2 separate regions of the Pan troglodytes genome follow, and region 1 is linked to region 2. A link is a contact called in public Hi-C data. All regions are on one chromosome and are shown on one strand. The core of a region is the stretch at or near the end of the contact, and the rest is flanking DNA. Distances in the headings are between cores, read along the strand shown.

Region 1 (6,577 bases), core at 405-2,904, 230 kb before region 2:
AAACTGATTTGCCATAAGATGTCTTTCAAAATAAATGATAAATATTAGATTTACACATCGATTTTTCTAAATGCTTAAAGCAAAATGTCCTTGCATGTGTGGCATAGGCTTCACAGTAATACTAAGCTGTGAAGGATTTTTGCTAAGACTTCAATATTGTGGATAAGAAATATCTATATTTCTACATATGCTATCTATAATATATAATATTTATAATAGCTATAATATATATTACAGGCCGGACATGGTAGCTTATGCCTGTAAGGGAAACATAGTGGGACACCCATCTCTACCAAAAATTTAAAAAATAGCTGAGCATGGTGCACATGCCTATAGTCCCAGCTACTCAGAAGACTGAAGCAGAAGGATCACTTGAACCCAGGAGTTCAAGGCTGCAGTTCTCTATGATCATGCCGATCATGCCACTGCACTCCAACCTGGGTGACAGAGCAAGATCCTGTTTCATATATATATATATATATATAACAATACTTATATATCTTTATATCTTTCTCTCTGTGTGTATGAATACTTACGCTCCAACATGGTGTGTATGGAGCCTTCACAAAATGGCCCACACAAGAGACCCAATGCCTGACTTCAAGTTAATGTAGACAGAAGGAATTCTAAATTGCCTCCCAGTATAAGCAGTCCCCAATGTAAGAATAACATATTGGCCAAAAGTTTAGAATTCAGCATGCATTTTCTTATTGAAATATCATTCTATTTGATCCTCAGATTCCCAGGCCAGTCCACACAAGTCTCTTGAACCCTGAATGTAGCCAAGTTATATATAGTACTAATTAGTACCCGCTTAAGCTCCATCCTGGGGGCAGGGGCAGGTGGTGAGGAGAGGAGTGAGCAGGGAGTTTCCTCTCACTTTTCTGGATGGGATGGATGGGAGGGAGGCAAGGCACAGGTCCTAGGCAAAACCTCAAAGAAGACAAAGTTTGTACTTGACAGCTTCCTCTCTCCATGTCATCATGCACTCTCTGGATTCTCAGTGCCCTCATTCCTCCCTTCAGATCCAGCTATCCCACCTGCCTTGTTCCACAAAGAACCTCAGGCTCCGCCATTAACCACCTCACACAACAATCAAAACCTAAATCCCTCCAGGGCAGCTGTCTGGCATTAGGAAGGAAGCAACTTAAGTGAAATAAATGATAATTGCTTAACCCTCAGATACCTTTTCACTTTTAAATACTTTATTATTCTTTATTACCCTCAAAATGCATTCCCCAATTACAAAAATAAAGGCAGAGGGGTAAAGTGAGTGAAAACCTTCTGGCAGTGGAAGCAATAGAAGGGAGTTTTGGGAATGAGAGGGATGAGATTTTGGGTGATGATAGAAGTAGGCAGCACCAACTAAATAGGCCATACCTGTCCTTCCTAAGCATCCGTAATGTAATCCAGGCCTTCTCCCCTTACAAAGAGTGCTAATGTTATTCCTGCTCTTCCGACTTTCTCTTTCTTTCACTTCTGAACCTGCTACTTCTCTAAAATGCCAGGGGTTTGGGTTTATTGTGAGATGTAGCAGCTTGCAGGGCAGCCAGAGGCCCTGGTGAGGAGGAAGGGGCTGATGGTCTACACGTGTTCCTGAAAACTGCCTGTGCCATTGTCCTCTGGCATTCACGTGGGCGTTGCCATAGGAGGGAGCAGCTCAGAGAGGAATTCTGAAGCTCTGGAATGTATCCGCATAGGGAGCCCTCTTCATCAAGAGGTAAGTGAGGGAGGGGAAGGAAACGCTGCAGAAGGGCATTGGCCCTTTTCAGTCCTTCAATAAACCTGTTTACCTCTGTTCAACTTATCACCAAAATTAATAACAAAATAACTTTGGGGTCAAAACTATTGAGAGGTTCACTCCAATCAGGGAATCAGGAGAAGACAGAGTTAATACACGCAAACAATTCGTATTTCTTGTTTCCTACATCTCTTAATCTTCGTTCCCTCATCTGTAAAATAAGGATAAGAATAATCTCTATGCCATAGGGTTCTTGTCAGGCTTAAATGAGTTAATAAGGTGTTCATGAGAGTGACTGACGTATAAATGCACAGTAAATGCCTTTTAAAAAATTAGACCAGGTGTGATAGCTTATGCTTGTAATCCCAGCAATTTGGGAGGCCAAGGCAGGAAGATCACTTAGAGACCAGCCTGGGCAACATAGCAAAACCCCATCTCTAAAAAAGTTAAAAATAAATTAGCTGTGTATGGTGGCACATGCCTGTAGTCCCAGCTACTTGGAGGCTGAGGCAGGAGGATCACTTGAGCCCAGAAGTTCAAGGCTGCAGTGATCATGCCCACTGCACTCCAGCCTGAAGGACGGAACAAGACGCTGTCTCTGAAAAAATAATAATAAATAAAAATAAATTTAAAAAACTAGGTGAACACTTTGTTCATGATCTCTAGTAGTTAAAAGAAAAAGGAAAGCAGTCTCAGGCTGGGTTAACTTCAATCAGACAGTGGAACTTAAGCACGTCTTTGAAGGAAGTGCCAACCTGAGATGGCCAACTAGGAGAAGCCTTTTGGGGGGTCCTGGTATAAAACAGAAGAGGAGACTGTCCCTGCAGAGCTTCAGCCAAAACTTAGTAAGAAGAAGAACCTGACTTTAGTGCCAAAGAGAGGAGGAAAAATCTACACACTAGAAATTGGGAGTTGTGGCTGTTGCATTTAGTTTTACTCACATGACTACAAGGTGGGAAAACTGGTTAACCACACTTTTTTTCCAAAAAAAAAAAAATGATCTTGGGGTTGTTTTTGACCATAATTTCAATAAAAACCCACAATATAACATGTGACATGGTTATTTCCAATGTTCTTTTACTCATAGGCTATAATAACAGAAGGGCTTTCATTCATTCATCAGCTATTTACGGACCACATACAGTGGGCCAAGCACAACACTTGCTTCTGGGGTTCCAGTGGTGAACAAGATAGATGCAGTATCTGCCCACATGGAGGTTACAGTCTACTAAGGAATACAGACACTAGACAAGTTATAACACGTGTGATGGGTAGTATGAAAGGGCGAGTCCAAGGTGCTGTGACTAAGTCATGGGGACTTGTCCTCATCATGGAGAGGCAAGGAAGACCTTCCAGAGGAAATGACACTGAAGGTGAGACTTAAAGAAGAGTTAGGAGATGGGGTTCCATACCATATTTTGTTTGAAAACAGTGTTTCACTGCCTTAAAAGAGTTAGAACACCATTGGACTAAAGCGTTGATTCTTCAGGTAACTTCTGTTATAACATAGGTGCCCCTGGTAGAGACAGCTGGTAACCCCTATAAATATTTCCCTATAAATAAATTCCACCAAGGAAAATAAAAAGCACAGCCTTAGGGGGTTAGAGCACAAGACAGGAGCATTTTGATAGAGGGAAGGGATATAATCTGAAGTATTACCTGAAAAGTCAGGCTTAAATATGGCTCTCCAAGGGGAGATGAGGGAATCACTTAGGTGCTGGGGTGGGGGCAGTGGTATACCAAAGTGAGAAGTATTTTATCAATGACTGTTTAGAATTGCCAGCATGTGGTTATAATAAAAGTCTGACCAACTTTAGTCAGTTTTAATATTGTTTTTAAATTATTCATAAACAATGCACCTGCTTATTGACTGAACCCTGTTGGAGCACTCTCCACCACCCCCCACCACCACCCTGCATGCCACTAGATGGCAGTCACACAGAAGTTGGAGAAAGGCAAACACTAGTAGTATTCAGCCCAGTTTTCAGGAGCCCTTTGCTCTGCAATTCTAAGAAAATCAGCTCTCTGGAGTACCTCTTGGGATATGGCCTCTTCTCAAACAGCTGAAGTCATTATTGTACACTTGCCGTGTTTGTGCAGGGGAAAGTAGCCACTTATGGCCCTGAACTCATGTCAGGCAGAGAGGAGAATTTAGGCAACTATCTGGTTGTCAAGCAACCAAAAACCCCTTCTGCAAGGACTAACAGATTGTTTTCTCAAATGTCCCTTTTGCTTTGGTTAGTGGAGACCTAGTCTGAGTATGATTACTCTCCTGGATCTGAAACAAAGGCATAATCACATGGGGTAGGATTGGAAAGGACCAGATATTAACCCCAAGCCACAGACAAGGGGATGTCTGGAGCAAGACAACAGGCTTGAGAATGCTCTGATGCAATGCAGTGGGTAAGGAGGAGGGTGTTTGGGTGAAAGGAAAAGGTCAGTGTGCATTTGAAGTCAAAACTGTGGCCTATGGGATGCCCTGAAGTTTCGGAAACTGAGGACAAGCTCCAAGAATATTGAGACATTCTGGCAAGTTTGGAGAGGGAACCCCTCCAGAAAAACACAGACAATTCGAGCTGATTGAATGGCTTTGGATACAAAATGGGACTCTGTGTTGGATGAGAGGGGAAAGTTTGTCAGCAAGTATAGGCGAAGGAGGTTCTGGGACAGAGCAAAAGGAAGGGAGGACCTCAAAAGTAAAGGAATTCTAAACGTCTTTTCAAGATTGTAGTCTGCTAAAGTTTTGGGGTAGATATGACTATCTCCTTGTCCTCCCAACAAACTAAGAAGTAGACAAATTTGGTCTTGGCCACATATTTTGCTGTCCCCTCCTACCTTTTAGCTCCCATCTCTGGTGCTCAGCGCCCTCTTTTTTCCCTTGGAGTGTTTTCCAACATTGGTAGAAGTTGGAGAACATTTGGGGTTTGGCTCTTTGGAGTGGTACTAACCAAGCAATAATTCATCTATCAAAGTTTGACTACTATTATAAGTATAAAAACTGTCGAATTCCTGAAGCACACATGGCACCCAAAAGACTAATTCTAACCCACTAGACCTGCTTGGAGCCATTGCTGATCCCCACTCTGCTTTTAGGATGAAAGTGTTCAATGCTCTACCCTGAAGCAAGCTGATTAATTCAGGCTAATGTGTTAATGACTGCTAATATGTTGATGCCCTACTAAATGAAACATTTGTACCCTATGAAGAAAGGTCTTTGTTTAATTTAGTGGTTCCTAAACATTTTGGGTCCATATAACTTATTTTATCAATCAAAACTATCTGATTATCCCATGACAGTAGTTGCACTCCTAGTGTCTGCTGATTGAGAAAATATATAATGAAAAAGGTTACTATATAATAAAAAAGTTACATATGCAGAAGATTTTTTTCCTTTATTAATCACAACAGTACCCATGTATGATTGAGAAATAGTAGCAAACGTGTGTAAGATATATTTAATCAAAATAAAAGCCTCGTTCACAAGCTGATTTGCAGGTTTCTCACATAACTCCTTGGCTCCCCAGAGTGTTGTGGCCCCAGATTAAGAACCACTGTCTGAACGAGAACAAAAATGATTGAAGCAGAAACTTTAAATCTCTTTTAAAGCTTCATACTGAAGATACTTTAATGTCAGGAGGGTAGGATAGAGCCTCTCCCCAGTACCTCACAGATGTATTTTCTGTAGGAGGTCTGGGCAGGGCTAGCTAATAGCTAACAAAATAAAAATAATGTTCCTGTTTCAGGGAGCCACCCTAAGTGCTCATGTGAATAACTTCCACAGAGACCAATGAAGCTGGTGGAACATTCAGGGTTTAACTTTTGGAAGTAGAGATTGCCAAACAATAGGCCATTCATTAAAGTTTGGCTACCATCACAAATACAAAAGAATCAATTTCCCCAAACAGGGCTAATGGAGAAAACCCACACAACTCTGTGAATATACAAAAACCCGCTTAATTGAACACTTTGAAGGGGTAAATTGTATGACATATGAATTATGCTCAATAAAAGTGTTATTTTAAAAACAAAATGAGTATCATCAGGAGCACTTAGTTCAACACACTTGCCAATATTAAGTTCCCCATATCTGAGCACCTTGTACCTCCAATATCCAGGGCCTGTGAATTTAGGCTATCCTCAGCTCCGCAGAAGGTTGACTCTTACTGATATTGTCTATCTGACTTTGTATATTCTGAGAGGAGATGATGATGAGGAAAAACATCAGATAGTAAAGGAGAGTGGAGGGGTTAAAACACCAACACTGAAATCAGTCAGCCTGGTTCCCTGTCCTTGCTGTATGACTTTGGGTATGTCAATGCATCTCTGTGAGCTTCATATTTTAAATCAATGTGTTTTATCACATTGCTTGCTCCTGCCTCCTGACATTGCTTTATATAGAAGTGTTTTCTTTCATCTCTGAATATTTGAATATTTTCTAGATATCTTTGTTATTGAATTTTAATTTATTCTATGAATATCATTGTATGATTTCTATTCCTTTAAATGTCTTCTTTTTTGCTACTTTATATCTATATAGTTTTCATTTTAGATTCAGGGGTACATATGCAGGTCCCACAATATGCCCTCTCTTGGGTATATGTGTTCCATATACACTTGGAAAGAATGCATATTCTCCTGTTGTTGGGTGAAGTGTTTTACAAATGAAAGTTAGGTCAAGTGGTTGATAGTGCTGTTTTGGTTTTCTGTATTTTTTTTATTTTTATATTTTATTTATTTATTTATTTTATTATACTTTAAGTTCTAGGGTACATGTGCACAACATGCAGGTTTGTTACATAGGTATACATGTGCCATGTTGGTTTGCTGCACCCATCA
Region 2 (7,455 bases), core at 2,956-5,455:
GTCATCAACCTCATGGAATTGTGATTCCATAATAATGAGAAAACCTGCAACAGAAATGCTAACAGTGAACATTTCTTTAGCATGCACTGACTGGCAAACACTCTGCTAGGCACTTTACATGTATCATCTCATGTGGTTCCCATAGCAACACTAAGAGATTTCGGTTGTACTCTTCCTTTATCTTACAAATGAGAAAATTCAGACCCAGAGAAGCTTAATAGTTTGCCTGCGGTCACATAGATTCCTGGGTCCATCCAGTTCCAGAGCCCCCTACTCTTCACCAAGGTGCTATAAAGATCCACCTCTCCCCCTTACTCAGTCACACTACCGAGACCCCTGCCTCTGTCTCCAGCCTGGATAACCCCAAGATGGGTTGTCATAAAAGAAATGCTGGCCTCCTGCTGACACCCTGGTTATTGTAATAATTGTAATAATTGGTGCAATGGGAAAGATGAGTCAAAAAAGCAGCCATAGACCTCCACCTCCCATCTTCAGAAAAATATCTGAACATGCCACAGTTTCCCACCAGGCAAAACCCAGAAAGATCTTACCTTGCCAGTGACGGAGAAGAGGGAGAGAGTATCCTTTGCGCCCCTAGCTCTTTCACTCTGGCCAATTAACTTATACCTCGTGCCCAGCCAGTTCATTAAAGTAAGACACAGTACCAACAGCTGTTCTCTGCAATCTCCCTTTGCTATCCCCTGCCACGCCCCCCTGCCTGCCAGCCAGCCTGCCCGCCCACCCGCCCCACTGCTCCTGACTTGCTACTGCTTGCTCTGTCTCTCTGGTCCCAGATTCCTGCCTCTATATAGGCTCTGACATTTGCCTCTGGCCGCCTTTCACTTGACAGTCCTCCAGAAGCTCCGCTTTAGCACTTGGCCTATGCAACTCCACCCCTCTTCCCTGTCGCCCCCAACAGTCCCACCAGCCTATGCCCCACCCCACTCTGCCCAAAGAAAAGAGGAGATTGACACAATTAAAAAGATGAGATGAAAAGGGTCCTGGCTCAGGAAACAAGATACGTGCCCTCTGCAGTTGAGCAGACACAGGAGTCCTGGGACCCAGGCACTGCAACTGATATGACATGGAAGCACAGGCAGAGGGCTCGAGGGAAAGAAACTGAGGCTGGAGATTGAGTGGAGCAGCATGAGAAACGTTCAAAGAGGTTCAGGTGCAGGGAAAGAGGGTTTGGGAGGATGGACAGTGGGGGCTGGCAAGCAAACACCTTAATAGAGCCCTGTAATGGTGATCATAACAAAGACAATTTACCCCAGGGTCAGAGACACGGAGAAAAATCCAGCGACCGGTATCCCTGCCATAGGGCTAGGATTCAACAGAAAGGCTCCATGGATTTCAGACAGCTAGCAAGAAAAGCACACCAGCCTTGAGCATACCAGCTGAGGGCTTGTTCATACAAACATGGCTACAGCCTGCTTTCTAGAACTGGGGCACAAGGTCAGAGTAGAGCTAGCAGAAAGGTTTACCAGAGTACTCCAGTTTTCCTGAACTGGTGCACTCAGTCTAAGGGGAGAAACCCTCAGTCTAAGGGGAGAATTGGTCCCTGAGCCTTGGATAGGGCAAAGCCTCCAGGTGAAGTTAAAGTAGCCTAGGTATAGGGATGTAGAGTTTGACAAGGGAGGCATTCAGGTCGTTATAAACCTCATAATTAACGACCAACAACAACTGAGCACTTGGGCTAAGCACTACATATGCACTATATAATTCCGACCTCCCAGCAACACCTGTAAGGCACTGAGATCATTCCCATTTTATACATGAGGAAATGGGCTTGGAGAAGTCTATGTGACCACGGTCACATAAAATAATAATAATAATTTTTTTTAAATCCCAGATTTCAGCCCTGGCCATTCTGTTTCCAAAATATTTTTATCTCTTTGTAATCAGACAAGTGATTAGAAACTCGGAGTACTCTTCTCACTGCCATCTCCCCTACATCCCCACACCACAAAGCAAGGAAACTTTCTTACTACAAATGGCTGAATCCTTGTAGTAATAATAACAACAACAACTGATATTGCTTGAACTCTTCCCATATGCCAAGAATGGGGCTGAGGGCTTCACCAGCATTATCTCATTTGATCTTGACAATTACCCTGTGAGCTAGGTCCTTTAAATTCTCAGTATACAGGTAAGGAAACTGAGCCTCCATGAGATGAATTGACATGACCAAAGGCACACAGCTCTGTGTGACTCCAGAGCTCACTATAGCATACTACTCAAAAGAAAAATTCCAGTCGCTCTCCTCTCCCTTCAAAGCAAAAAAAAAAAAAAAAAAAAAAAGTCACAGAATAGCCATTCTGTTAACAATGGCCTCACAACAACTACTATTATTATTATTAACACACCTAACAATTAAAGCTAACGTTTACTGTGCCAGGCCCTGTGCTAAGTGCTTTACCTATATGATCTCATTTGACACTCACAACATACTACGAGGTAGGTTCTATTAGCACCTTCATTTTCCAGATGAGAACAGAGGAACAGAGAGGTTAACTAGCTTTCCCAATGTCACACAGCTACAGGGCACTGTTGTTTATGTTCTAATGCAACAATTTTGGAAATAACCTAAGTGTCTAATGTTAGAACACAACTTGTTTAATGATTAAACGAATCATGGTGCAATTGTAGCAGCCACTATTGTAGCCATTGAAAATATATTCTAATGTGTACATGAGGATCTGATTATCATAAAGATAAATATGTAGATTTCTGCATAGAAAAAAACCTGGAAGGATATATACCAAAACGCCAACAGTGACCACAGTTGAATGATGGGATTAGAGGGGATTTTTAATTTTCATTTTCATTATCTGTATTTTCTCATTGGTCTATAATGGACCCATAATACGAAAAGAAAAAAACTAATAAAAGTTAATTTTATTTTTTTTAAAGATATGTTTCCCTAGGGTTCTTTCTCAAGCCCTTTTCACTCCTCTCCTTGCAAGCTCTCTCTAGGGATCCCGGACATCCACCCCCCGACCCAAGCAATCTTTCTACCCCGACAAGCTTAATGGTTGTACCACTTTATTTTGTGTTTTATTTTTGGTTTGTTTTTAAAAATAATTTCTTCTTTCTCTAACTTTTATTTATGTTTAGTAATTCCATAAGTAATCTAGGAGTATATTCTTAGGATAAAGACTTGAAATCCTCCATACAGACAAAGCTAAACTCCTGAAAATGCCCCACCCCCCATTCCCCGCAAGTCCCATTCCTCTGTCTGTTCACAGTTGGGTGTGTCTTCTTCCAAACTTTCTCTAGCTGCAATGGCATTCAGAGTTCATATCATTCAATTGCTTGCAAAACCCAGTGTGTGCAAAGAGCTGCAGTTAGAAAACCATGCTAGCACTGGTCACCCCAGGGTTCCAAGTTCTGACCCATTGTGACTATTTTCATCAGCCTGCTTCTAAGGAGGCTACTGAGAGACGGTTCTTGCATGCTCAGCCCATGTGAGGCATAGACTTCCGTTCTATTAAAGCCAGAGTCTCTAGGAACACAGAGAAGAGAGGCCTTCTAAGGAAGGAAAAGCCCAGAATTTGCCGCTTAGCATCTCTCAGGTCCCTCACGTCCCACCCAGTCTGCACTGATCAATACGGCTAGGAGGTGTCATGCTCCTGCCGCCTCACAAAAGGTAATTGAGTTTAGGGGATTGCATGGCTAGCTGCTCAGGGAAATAAGAATAAACAAGAGACGGTTCAATATGTCAACAAATAGCTTTCCAGCTGTTGAAAATAAGCCTTTCCCTAGATTCTCAACAATATTCTTTCCCCAAGCCCTAGCAAATAGGCATCCAGATAACTGAAAACAGACAACCTAAGGCTAAAGAAATACCTGGTCTACTTTAGGATCTTCTTCCTTCCTTGATCATTCAGGGAAGTAGAAGCCCTCCCCACTTCCTTCCTCCCCCACAGCCCTGACACTTAAAATGCGCACCGGCTCTTTATAAATAAAGAGGGGGAAATAGCTAGCATTTACTGAGTGCTTACTATGCCAGGCACTATGTTAAACACTTTACATACCTCATCTTATTTATTGAACGATAAACAAACAAAGTGGCTTTTTTACTCCCATTTTCTAAATCAGCTAAAGAACTGAACTAGAGAGAAATTAAAATGAAGTAACTTACCTTGGCTCTCACCGCTGAGAGGGAGCGAAGCTGGGCTTGTCACTCGGGTCTGTCTGACTCAGCCAGTGCTCTTAACTCACAGGAGAGTCACACACTGTCTTCAAGTCTCTGAAGGGCTGTCATATGGAAGAGAGGGTAGGTGTGTTCTGGGTAGCTCCAAAGAAAAGGATTTGACTGTTAGTTGGGAATTATGCTTTCATTGGATGTGCTGCAAATTCCCCAAACAACATGTATATGCATGTCCAACTCTATAGGGAAAAGAACATTATAAGAAGAGCAAACGGAACTGCCTTGCATTAGGTGCCGGTCTGAAGGATATGTGGAATCAGAGAGAACAGGAGGGATACCAGAGGACTGCAAATGGGCAGTGTCCCAATTTTCTTAAATAAGGAAACTACAGACCAGTATACCGTAAACTCCAAAGCTGTAAGCTTGATGTCAATCCTCGGAGAGATTCTGCTGCAGATTGCGAAGCAGGTAATTTATAAGCACTTAGAACACAAGTGGCAATAGGAGGTACCTAGAGGTGCTAGCAGAACACTCAAAATTAGACCAGGTTCCCAGACTTGCAGCTAATGCAACCCAAAATTTCAGGGACTGATATTGAACTTCCAGATTTTTATTTTCCCAAGTAAAATCATTAAGAAACAGAACAACCACAAATCATCATTTTCTAAAAAGAAGGGGCTTCCTTTCAACACCAAAAGAGAAGGAAATAACCTCAGAATAAAGAATAATACATGAAATAGATTTCTCTTCTCTGCGAAACATTTACTACCTAGTCCTCAGGCTTTCTCATTGCACGGTGGACTGCTGCAATTTTCCTGGAGGATGGGCACTTGTCCAAGGACCTGCTTTAGGGAATCACTCAGAGTTAAAGTATCAACACAGATAAGATCATATACCTGTAAAACAGGAAGTCTTTCTGGCCAGAAGAGAGAAGAACAGAGTTTGACCTTAGCCTAAATGAGGACATTAACACAGATAAAGTATCCACAGGAATGGACAGAGAGAAATAAAAGTTGCCAAGTGCGGATTCAAGCCCTGCTGAGGCGGGACTTGGCCATCACATTTGACCTGTGCCACCCCTTGGACCACATGCCTCTCTTGTAGGAATAAGTGTCTGATGCCATTAAGCATTTGGACCACAAATCAGTTTCCGGCTTGAGACTCTCCAAGCAAACTTCAGACCACTAGTCTTCCCAGGGATAGTTCTTAAAGCAGAAAAATTCAAAACCAGCTGAATACCATTGCCAGAGTGGGAGTTCTGCAACAACCTAGAAGGAGGTCCATAGCCTTGATCCTCTCCTGATTAGCATTTTTAATCAATGGTGTAAATAAAGGCATGGACAAGATTCTTACACAAATTCTCTGGGGCTGAGAAGAACCTCTATGATCAGCCTAGCAAGTAGGTTTACATTTTAAGCTCCACGGTTTACAATATGTCTATCTGCATTTGGTAATTTTCTCTCATGTTCTTTGTTGCCAGAGCACTGAGTTTCTACAGTTTACGCACCTCATGGAAAATGCTTAGTGAACATATGCTAGCTTTGCACCCACCCTGAAGTGCAGATCCGATCGTGTTTACAACTACTAAGCATTCATCTCAATCTTCTGTTCTCTCAAATAACTGGTAATAATGTAGACTTCCTTGATGAGAGAAGAGAACAAACTAATGCCCTCTTCTTTACATAATTGGCCCCATTTCCAAAAGACTTTAAATTGGAATTTGACCACATCTGTTGACATTGACCTTGGTTGTGTAGGTAAAGGTAGCACAGTACACAGTACTTGCCATACCCTCTGAAACTGCATTTCTCAAAATAAAAGTGTGGTGGGGAAACCCTGCATCAAGTGCTCCCTGGGAAAACTGCTAAAACACAGATTTGTAGGGGGAGGGAGACTCTACCCACAAAGAGTCAGATTCAATATAGGTCTGGGGTGACGCCAAGGAACCTGCATTTAACCCAAGTGATTCTGAAACACTAGAGTTTCAGAACCACTGGCTTTGAGGTTCCTACACTCTCATTTTAACTTCAAACAGGCCTGGGCTTGAACCCCAATACTTCAAGTTATTTCACCTCAGTTTCCTCATCTGTAAAACAGGCATAATAACAGTACCTACCTCGCATGTTCTTTGAATGTTTTAAACAAAACAACGTGTAAAGAATCTGGCACATAGTTGAAGTTCAGTAATCTCTCCTGGTCCTGCTTATCCGGGGTCCCTGCTGCCTGCCTTCTCTGTGTTCAGCTTCTGCCCCTGTTGCCAATTGCTCACTCTTTCTAGGTCTGGTATTCAAACTCCCCAAGAGAGAAACTCTCATTGGTCCAAATTCAGTAACTGTACTTGCTGGGCAAAGTTCTCATCCCAGGTTCCTTCATAGGCTGTTTGCCAGCCTATAGAGTGACTGCTCATGGATCAGATGCCCTCTCCTGGCTCAAGTGGCTATTGCTGGGGGAAGCAGGGTCACGTGGTACCAAGAATAGTCACCTATTCATAAGAAACTGCTACTTCCCTCAGCTAGGGTCTGTGGATGGAAACTCCTTAGAAGGGGCTTGTGGGTGTGGCAAGAATTCTGAGGCTTAGTCCATCCAATACACCTAGGCTTCTCATTTATCCAGCCTGCCAAAGGAATGAAGTACTCAAGTTCACTGAAGTCTCTATTTAATTCTGACTTTTCATCTCCATCAGGTCGGGAATACAAGTTTTTAAAAAACTAGACCACAGTCAAGGAAAAAACAAGATATAACCCTAAAATTAGACTCTTCTGTTTCTAGAGCACGTTTTTAAGTTTCCAAAGCACTTTCACATCTATTTACTCATTGCAGAGCTTGCAAACTGGCAGCCACAGGCTAAATTCAGACTGCAGACAGAGTTTATTTGACCCGTACAACGTTTTAAACATTTTTTAAAATTAATTGCCAACATTTAAAAGTCAGGAAATTTCAGATAGAAAGCTGGATTTCTGGCTTTTCTGAAACACACACACACACACACACACACACACACAGAGAGAGAAAAACTTCGATCCAAATTCCAATATAGCAACAATCAGCCAGAGCTCAACAACCTGCTCCCTGTAGGTGAGGCACGTGCTCACCAGTTTGCCTCAGTACCCATAAGGCCACCTTTACTTTTTCAGCGACCTGCTCAGCCCCTGTAGGCATTTAAAGCCTCAATTTAACCCCATGGGTTAGGCAGAGAAGGTGGATAAGAGCTGAACTGTGTGGGTTGGAATCCCAGCATTGCTCCTAACTGGCTTTGGGACCCTGGGCAAGTGATTTAACTTCTGAATCTCAGTTTTCTCATC

Evidence for each region. A called contact is a pair of places that touch in the nucleus more often than the background predicts.
Region 1: a Hi-C map of induced pluripotent stem cells shows a contact between it and region 2, with 4 times the contacts expected there. The contact joins two enhancer-like sites. A contact is called at or near these places in 4 of 7 Hi-C or Micro-C datasets (blood, induced pluripotent stem cells and stem cell-derived neural progenitor cells).

What each region holds. Positions count from the first base shown.
Region 1 is chrX:108,164,113-108,170,689 of NHGRI_mPanTro3-v2.0_pri, reverse strand. No RefSeq gene overlaps it. Among named protein-coding and RNA genes, the nearest start is that of CHRDL1, 130 kb to the left of the region's middle. Within about 2 kb of position 1,654, at least 4 of the 24 cell types and tissues checked have an H3K27ac peak or open chromatin away from gene starts, as enhancers often do. A contact at or near this core is called in induced pluripotent stem cells, where this site is marked.
Region 2 is chrX:107,936,846-107,944,300 of NHGRI_mPanTro3-v2.0_pri, reverse strand. It overlaps RTL9 (retrotransposon Gag like 9), which reads right to left. Exons shown (of 4, transcript XM_054676408.2): 2 at 4,145-4,290. Among named protein-coding and RNA genes, the nearest start is that of CRIPTO3, 75 kb to the left of the region's middle. Within about 2 kb of position 4,205, at least 1 of the 24 cell types and tissues checked has an H3K27ac peak or open chromatin away from gene starts, as enhancers often do. A contact at or near this core is called in induced pluripotent stem cells, where this site is marked.